Linked DNA regions of Pan troglodytes: regions 1 and 3 are each linked to region 2. The links are chromatin contacts, called in public Hi-C and HiChIP or PLAC-seq maps. All regions are on one chromosome and are shown on one strand. Each heading gives the region's core, a stretch centred on a gene start, on an enhancer-like site or on the middle of the called end of the contact. The rest is flanking DNA. Distances are from core to core; before and after follow the strand shown. Region 1 holds the start of PTRHD1 (peptidyl-tRNA hydrolase domain containing 1). Region 2 holds the start of NCOA1 (nuclear receptor coactivator 1). Region 3 overlaps ADCY3 (adenylate cyclase 3).

Region 1 (2,700 bases), core at 152-2,651, 300 kb before region 2:
GTAGCAAAGAACATAAAGTCACACAAAACCAGAACTGTCCACAAATATTACTAGGCACTAAAGAAGGAAGCAACTTACTCCTGGACAGAAATTCAAACGCAAATCTCAGTTTTCAAAGGATTGACTGAGGACTAAGTAAAAGTAATAGTTTCGTAATTCTAAGCAACTCTAACAAGCATTCTTTAAACACCTTCTACATTTTAAGACACAAAGTATGTAAAGAATTAAGCCTTTCATTGAATATTTCCTATATATTAGACATGTGCTAAATGCTTCACTTGAAAAGTCTGAGTTAAATACTTTTCCACCACAAAAGAAATACTTTTTCCACAACCACAACTACAGTGCTATTTTCACCTCCATTTTCCAGATGAAGAAACAGAGGCAGAGAATAAAGTGACTTGCCTAAGGTCACAATATTTATCATGGCAGAGCCAACACTCAAAACCAGTTCTAGCCAACACTAAAGTCACTGCCCTACACTGGCCCTCCCTCAGGAGTAATGCATACATGGCCCAAAAAATCCGGGGAGAGGAAAGGGACCTCCCTGGCTAGAACCGCAGTTCAGAATATAAACACTGAGCATATGATGGATGCAACTTATCCGTTTCAAAAGGGGTGGGAGCCTAGAAACGAAGCCATTTTTCCTCCTCGAATAATCTTGGCTGCCCGTCCCTTTGTCTTCAATGTTAGTTCCTTTCACCATTCTGCTCCCAAACAGGCCAGGTCCCACGTCAGTTCCAGGAGGAAAGGGCTCTCTCAGCCTGCGGGTCATCTTTGGGCAGCAGCAGGAAGGAGGCGGCGACCCTCTGAATACCTCCTTTGGACTCGCCATCTGGACGTAAAGGGTTCGCCTGCTCCATCTCAGATTCCCAAGGGCCTTCCCATGAAGTTGTCTAGGCAACCGGTGATAGGGACTCCAATGTCCTTGCTAATAAAAGAAAAATGGCAACAGTCACATCACATCTAGTCCCATTCAAACCCAGACGGCAGGGCACACACCACTCAGGCACAACCCCTGGGCCGCGGATGACACAAATGTCACGGCTAGGATCCCCTTTCCTGAGCCGCCCGCCCTCTCCCATCGTCCGAGCCAGCAGAGTCCATGCCCACCCCCGCGCCCATCCCGCGGCCCCGGCGCGCTCCCGAGGCCCACGGCTACTCTGGTCCAGCGGGCTTCCCGGCCACGGAAGGAGTTTTAAGAAGGCCGTTCAGCCCGCCACCCTGGCCACGGTCCGGTCCGACAATGGGTCTTTCCCCTACCTTCTCCCTTCTAGCTCACCCAGGCCAGAAGCGAGAATTCCCGCCATCCACGTCTTCAAAACCAAACCAACCGGTCCCGGCGTGCTTTGCGATCCTGCCGTACAAAAGCATGGCGGCGCTCAGGGCCCCGCCCTGATCCCAAGATGCACCGGGGAGTAGGTCCGGCCTTTCGGGTGGTCAGGAAGATGGCGGCCTCTGGGGCGGAGCCGCAGGTCCTGGTACAATACTTGGTGTTACGAAAGGATCTATCACAAGCTCCGTTCTCCTGGCCGGCGGGCGCACTGGTAGCGCAGGCTTGTCACGCGGCCACCGCGGCCTTGCACACTCACCGCGACCACCCGCACACAGCCGCTTACCTCCAAGAGCTGGGGCGCATGCGCAAAGTGGTCCTCGAGGTGAGGCACTCGGGCGGAGGGGGAGGTGCTGAGACATCGAGGGCGGAAGTGGGTGTGGTCTTCGGTCCGAAGGCCTGGCTGCGGGGAGTGGGTGCGGCGGGAGTTGGGGTGATCGTTAACATTTAGACTGGAGCTGTTTCCCTGGAGGTGCGCCCTTGGGAAGGGCCTGACTGTGTGAAGAGTGGACAGCAGTCCTCCGCCCCCTGCTGGGCTCGCGGTAAAGTGGTGGCTCCTGTGTCCCCGCTGTTCCGCCTGTGCACTGGCCAACTTTTTAAAGCCATGCCCCAAAGTGCTGTCCTCCTGCAAAACCGAGCCCGAAGGGACAGTGCAAAGTGAAGTCAAACTGAGTATTTACCTGGGTAGGACGCCAAATTATTTGAAAATAAATACTAAAAACGTTAGTATAAATTGAACCTAGCTTCAGATAGACCAGGCACCAGGTGTGTAAATCGGTACACCTTTTAAAATAGCAGTCAGGTTCTGTTTGCAGATGACCAAACAAATCTCACCCTTACCCTTTGACTCTCTATCCTGCTGCTAGAGATGTAGCCTAAGAAAATAATCAGATGCACCCAAAGAGCTTTGCACAAGGATATTCATGGGAGCCCTTATGGTTTTGAAGCATATTTAGTGGTCTGGAAGAGTGCTCATAATGCGAAGCTAACTGAACTATATATACAGAATGATCCAGACTTTGAAAGGAAAAACTAAAGAAATACATCTACATATTAAGTAGTGCATGGTGAGATTTTGGTTATTTCCTAATGCTTAATCTGTATTTTTAAAATTTTCTACCTTAAGCACATATTTTATAATAAGGAAAAACGGCTTTAATAATAAACGGCTTTTTATAATAAGGAAAAACGGCTTTAAGCCAGAACTCAGGTGGAGGGGTGGAGTAATCCCTTCATGGGTAACTGGCAAAGACAGATTATCTTTCAAGAGAAAAATTGCTGCTGGATAGTGAAACATCAAGCGGTAACCTGTAGGAAAAATGCCTTGAGAATCTGTGTAGGCAGAACAGAAGCTGCTGGCTTTTCAC
Region 2 (2,700 bases), core at 67-2,566:
TTCCTCTTGGCATCCACAGAGGGTGCTGGGACTGCAATTCACTCAAGAACCCTTTACTCACCAACATCACACTCGACATTAAAAACTCACCGTCTCCGAAGAAAAAATGTCACCTTCTCCACAAGGACACCTGCCTGTTCAACACCTCTACAAGAAACGAGGAGGGCCAAGCATGAGAGGCTAACAGATCCTCCAGCTTAAAGTTTTCCTCCCCATGAAACTCTCCGGACACAACACCGTGGCCTGTCCTTGTCACACACACACAGGCTGTATTGTCAACCCCTCCGTCTCCCTCTAACGTCGTCAGACTGGGCAGTGTCTACCCATGGGGGTAACTGCTTTTGAATAAAATAAAAAAGCAGCCACCACAGCTGGGTAGTAAGGACTGGAGACCCTGGGTGTCCGATTTCTTCAGGTCTTTTACAAGGGACTAGAGAGCGGCCCGAATTCTGTCACTGCCCACTAACCAACCCCACCTCCCAATCGCCTCGTCAACATGTTTGCTTCCCTTCCTCGGCCCTTTCGGCTGAATCCCAGGAAGGGGACCAAACCCGGGCCGCGACAGGAACATGTCCAGTATCCACCCCATGTCTACCTCCGAAACCCCTTCTCGGGAGAAGGGGCGAGCAAGCGCGCCGGGGTCAAACCCAAGCGCCGTCGAGAGCTGCGCCGACGGAGAGGGACGCCGCGGTCGCCCCCATTTCGCGGTCCCGGCAGGCGAGATTCCGAGAGGTGAGCGGGCCGGCCAAGGTCACGGCGTCGTCGGGGCCGAGGGGCGCCCGCGCCGACTTCCGGCTCCCCCTCTCGGCGGCGGCCCGGGGCGCCCGCTCCCGACGCCGGGCAGGCGGCCGCGCAGCTCGCGCCCCCTCCGCGGATGCTCGCCCTCTCCGCGCTAACTAGGGCAACTGGAAAAGAGGCGGAGAGAAGTCGCTGCTGCAGCGATTTCCCTCGGCGGGGAGCAGCCCCCAGCTGGTGCCCGTGACAGCTGCGACCTCCGCCCCCTCCAGCCGCGCCGGGCCGCGAGGGGAACTCGGGGAAGTGGGAGGGGGATGGAGCGGGAGAAAGGAGAGCAGGGGGCGGAGGGGCGCCAGCTGCTCCCCGCCCCCTAGGGCCTCCGCGGCCGCGCGGCTCGTGACAGCTGCACCCACCGGGAGGCTCCGCACTCGCCGCCCGCCACTCACCTGCCGCCGCCACCTCTGGGCCCCGCTCACCGGCGCCGCACTCGTCCGCGACCGTGGCGGCGGCGCCGCACCGGCCTCCGCCGCTCCTCGGGCCCGGCGCCCGGCCCCCTGGGCCCAGGCGCCCGCCGCCGCCGCCGCCGCGGCTCTCCGGCCCCCTCCTCCGGAGCAGGGGTCCCCCCGCAGGGGGATGCAGAGGGAACCTGACGCAGGCTCCGCTCGAGGGAGCAGCAGCGAACAGGCGGCGGAGGCCCTCAAGGCCGCGAGGCAGCCGTCGGAGGACAGAGCTCAGCAAATCGCGTCAGACTCCCGCTCGCCCGGCCTGAAGAACAGGCATTTCAGCCGCTCTCCGCGGCCGCCATGTTCTCCTCCTCGGCCGCCGCTGCCGCTGCCGCCGCCACCGCCCCCCGCTTGCGGCACCGCCCCCTTCGCGCCCCGCCCCGCCCCGCCCGTTCCCGGCCGCCCGCCCGCCTGCCCGCCCGCCGCACTTCCCCTGCCGGCTCCGGCCGCCCGGGCCGCCGCGACCCGGTGCCTACGAGCTCCGACAGTGCGCCCGGGACAGCGCGCCCCCAGCCCGCCGGGCCTGCCGGGCCCGCCGAGCGAGGAACCGCCCCGCGCCCTCTGCCGGCTGCAGGCCCGCCCCAGCTGGCGTCCTAACGAAGTGTGGGAAAGGAGGCCCGAACTCTTCCCCGCCCGTCTCAACTCCTCCCCGCCCCTCTCCTGCCCTCCCCTCGGGGCGTTCCTCCCACTGCTGCCGGGAAGCGGCCTCGAACCCCAGGGCGCTCGCAGCTAGGCCGCCGGGCCTGCCGCCTCCCGCTGTTCTTTATCTTTCTGGGAAGGTGTAGGAGCGGCGAGAGGCCCTGCGGACGGGGCGGAGTCGGCTCCGGGCCTGTCCCTCCACTCGGGCGTTCTATTACTTTGAGCGAGACATATCCCGCGGGCCTCGTTTTTTATTCTGTAAAATTGGGAGGTGGTTGCCTAGATGATTTCACAGGCTATTAGACAAGAGAAAAGGAAGATCGTCTGCCCCCTTCGTTTTACAGATGAAAAGATCTGCCTGACACGTTCTGGCTCTGCAATTCCATGAATTATCTAAAATGTCTGTCATTCACAGATCTTTCCCCTCAAGGGGCCCACACCTTTCTTCTTATCTCCCTTTTCTTTTTTTTTTTTTTTAACTTCTCTAATAGAAGTGCTACTTCCAAAAGTAGAGTGTTCCTTGTCACCAGAGGAATCGAACAGCGGCTGAACAGCCTCTCTGAGCTGCGATGGCCTTATCTGGACCGCATCCCGCATTCCAAAGGCTGGCAATGCAATATATACCTATGTCTCTCCCTGGGTTGTCCTAAGCATGAATGAGTCACTCGCCGTGGAAGTGCCTTGTAAAGCATACATCTGTCCATTCCTTTCTTTCATTCTTACCCCATTTCGCACTCTTACCCTTCCTCAATCCTGTCCTGCTGCTGCTGTCTCCCGGCGTTTCCTGCTGTTTCGCTTCCTGTGTGTTCTCCCCTAAATCAAT
Region 3 (2,823 bases), core at 61-2,560, 330 kb before region 2:
AACACAGCAAGACCCACTCTTAAAAAAAAAAAATAATAATAATAATGCTGGGATAATCTGACTGATGTGTGAGTCCAAAAAGCTGAGTGCACATGTCGTGCATGGAAGATAGATGCATTTCTCCAGCACATCGTCCAGTCAGTCGGACATGCTTTGAGCACGTTGTCCGCACCTTTTTAGGAGCTGTATAGCCAGACGTATGATGAGATTGGAGTCATGTTTGCCTCCCTGCCCAACTTTGCTGACTTCTACACAGAGGAGAGCATCAACAATGGTGGTATTGAGTGTCTGCGTTTCCTCAATGAAATCATCTCGGATTTTGACTCTGTGAGTGCCCATCCCACCCTGCACTCTGGCCATGAAGCCGGCCCATTCCACATCACATCCTACAATAGGCTGCAGAGGCCAGAGAAACTGGCTTCATTTTCCCAGATAAGCCCCTTCCGCAATACATGGACTTCTGCAGCCACCTGGAACTGCTGGGCTGGGGGAGGGGAGGTGAGGTGGGAGCCCGGGAAATCACCCACAGGGTCACAGGATAAGGACTGGCCAAGCAACATCTGGAGACCTCTCTGTCCTGGGACTGTCTCCTCAAATTCAGAGCCGGTCAGCATTGACTGGGTGACCTGTATACCAGGGAGAATGCTTTTACACACGCGCGGAGCCCCCCTAGGAGACTGCCGATTTTATGTCAGTGTTGAGGTTGTGGAAACAGGCCCAGAAAGTTAGGAAGTTCTCCCAGGATCATGTGGCAGATAAGCGGTAGACTAAGTAACAACTTTGATAGGAAAGTGTCTCCTGGGTTTAGTGGGGTCCTTGTAAACAGGTACATCTGTCACTGGGTTGGGTCATTCCTCTCCCTTGACTGCTGACAATTCTTTCCTGAATCCTGGCCTCAGCTCCTGGACAATCCCAAGTTCCGGGTGATCACCAAGATCAAAACCATTGGCAGCACGTATATGGCGGCTTCAGGAGTCACCCCCGATGTCAACACCAATGGCTTTGCCAGCTCCAACAAGGTAGCTAACCCCAGTAGCCAGAGAGATAAGGCTCTGCCCCCAAGGCAAGAGATTGGCAGCCCAGACCTAGCATGGGGAAAACAAGAACTGCTGTGCAAAGCGGTCCCAGACACACACCACCAGCACCACGTAAATATAAATAAGAAATAGGGTTTATTGAGAAAGTTCGGCAAGCAGAGAAACAGAACAGACACACAACCCCCTGCTGTTCACAGCTCAGGCCTAAGATGGTTGTGTTCTGTGGCCAGGCCCCCTAAGGCTCTGTGCTTTCATGGGAACTGGAGAGCAATTGTCAACAAGGGAAACTGAAAGCATGGCCTTCAGAACTCTGGCTGACGGCAGCCTGTTCTTTTGTTAAGCTAATTTAGACCTTTGTTCAGCTACCAGGAGAGAAAATTAGGTGTAGGAGCCCTGGTCCCAAGCTCTGGTCTTAAAACACCATCATCCTGCTTTACCTCTACAACCATCCCACGGCCCTATTATATGGATGAGGTTAAAGAAACACGTCCAAGGCAGGTCATCCCCCTCCAGTGCTTATCACCTAGTTGAGGGATCCAAACAAGGACAACCTGACTAACCTAAGGACCAGGGCCAGGCCCAGCCAAGGTGAAGGGGCCCGCCTCGCGGTCAGACTCACAGGTCCGTCTCCTCTGCTCAATTGCCCAGTCTTTGCCGAGACCTGCTATGTGAACTTTGTCACAGTGGCAAGTCAGAGCTAGCGTGGCTGCGACTCCTTTGTGGGAGGAAGAGTAAGGCCTTGAACATCTAGGTGTAGGGAATCCACCCCCAGAACACTGCCAGGGAAGGCAGCAGAGCAGGCTGCTGCAGTGAGCGGCCCCTGACACTTTCTCCACGGTCCCCTGGCACAGGAAGACAAGTCCGAGAGAGAGCGCTGGCAGCACCTGGCTGACCTGGCCGACTTCGCGCTGGCCATGAAGGATACGCTCACCAACATCAACAACCAGTCCTTCAATAACTTCATGCTGCGCATAGGTGAGCACCCCCAGCTGGCCTGCCCCGCAGCAGGCTCCCTTCCCATGCAGGGGCCTGGCCCACCACCAGGAGAGACATGAGGCTCAGGACAACTGAGGCAATTCGGGTGGGGAGGTTCACGCACTCACAGGGCAAGGAGACCTGAAAGACCTTTAGTCCAGACGACTCTAGATGACTAAACCAAAAACCCAGCTGATGTGATGATCAGACTATACTGTGCCTACTGTTACAATAGAAGCTTGGCCTGCCTGGCTGAGGAGTGAGTTTGTGATCCATTTCCAGAGGGGTTGCTGTGCCTGCTGAGGGCATGGCTTCCCAGACAGGCCTGCTCTTTGAAAGGAGTTAAGATCACCTGCTGCTTCTACTGAGGGGGTATCATTCCTGAGTGAGGTCCCAGGAGACTTGAAATACCAGCTGTGTTAGAAGCTGGCCACTACCATGCCGAGTAAATCTGCATATGGGGGAGGGTGGCGGCTGACACCTAACAAGCACACGGATAAACAGGAGACGTGATTTCCACCCTCCAATAGCATACAGCCAAGTTGAATGAGGACAATGATGTGTTACATTAGGAGTTTTGTGGTACAGGTCTGGAGAGGAGATGGCTTCTGAGGCCCATAACAAGGTGTGGCCTGTGGCTGTGCTGAACTTAATGCCTCTACCCTAGGCATGAACAAAGGCGGGGTTCTGGCTGGGGTCATTGGAGCCCGGAAACCACACTACGACATCTGGGGCAATACAGTCAATGTAGCCAGCAGGATGGAGTCCACGGGGGTCATGGGCAACATTCAGGTATGTCCAGTGGCACAGC

Evidence for each region. Hi-C and Micro-C count contacts between places; a contact is called where the count stands out from the background. HiChIP or PLAC-seq counts read pairs in DNA pulled down with a chosen protein or histone mark.
Region 1: a contact with region 2 is called in an H3K4me3 HiChIP or PLAC-seq map of stem cell-derived excitatory neurons, with 7 times the contacts expected there. The contact joins the promoter of PTRHD1 here to the promoter of NCOA1 in region 2. A contact is called at or near these places in 1 of 7 Hi-C or Micro-C datasets (stem cell-derived neural progenitor cells) and 1 of 1 datasets of contacts at active chromatin or transcription factors (stem cell-derived excitatory neurons).
Region 3: a Hi-C map of stem cell-derived neural progenitor cells shows a contact between it and region 2, with 2.7 times the contacts expected there. The contact joins the enhancer-like site here to the promoter of NCOA1 in region 2. A contact is called at or near these places in 1 of 7 Hi-C or Micro-C datasets (stem cell-derived neural progenitor cells) and 1 of 1 datasets of contacts at active chromatin or transcription factors (stem cell-derived excitatory neurons).

Annotation. Positions count from the first base shown.
Region 1 is chr12:98,077,846-98,080,545 of NHGRI_mPanTro3-v2.0_pri, forward strand. PTRHD1 (peptidyl-tRNA hydrolase domain containing 1) reads left to right here and starts at 1,402. Exons shown (of 2, transcript NM_001242625.1): 1 at 1,402-1,658. The coding sequence starts at 1,407. It overlaps CENPO (centromere protein O), which reads right to left and starts at 1,630. Exons shown (of 8, transcript XM_063790058.1): 1 at 1,283-1,630; 2 at 818-931. The coding sequence starts at 863.
Region 2 is chr12:98,379,722-98,382,421 of NHGRI_mPanTro3-v2.0_pri, forward strand. It overlaps NCOA1 (nuclear receptor coactivator 1), which reads right to left and starts at 1,317. Exons shown (of 21, transcript XM_063789222.1): 1 at 1,182-1,317.
Region 3 is chr12:98,049,076-98,051,898 of NHGRI_mPanTro3-v2.0_pri, forward strand. ADCY3 (adenylate cyclase 3) reads left to right here. Exons shown (of 22, transcript XM_016948151.3): 18 at 181-327; 19 at 900-1,019; 20 at 1,889-2,012; 21 at 2,680-2,804. It overlaps CENPO (centromere protein O), which reads right to left. Exons shown (of 8, transcript XM_063790058.1): 8 at 1,154-2,823. Among named protein-coding and RNA genes, the nearest start is that of PTRHD1, 29 kb to the right of the region's middle. Within about 2 kb of position 1,311, at least 6 of the 24 cell types and tissues checked have an H3K27ac peak or open chromatin away from gene starts, as enhancers often do. A contact at or near this core is called in stem cell-derived neural progenitor cells, where this site is marked.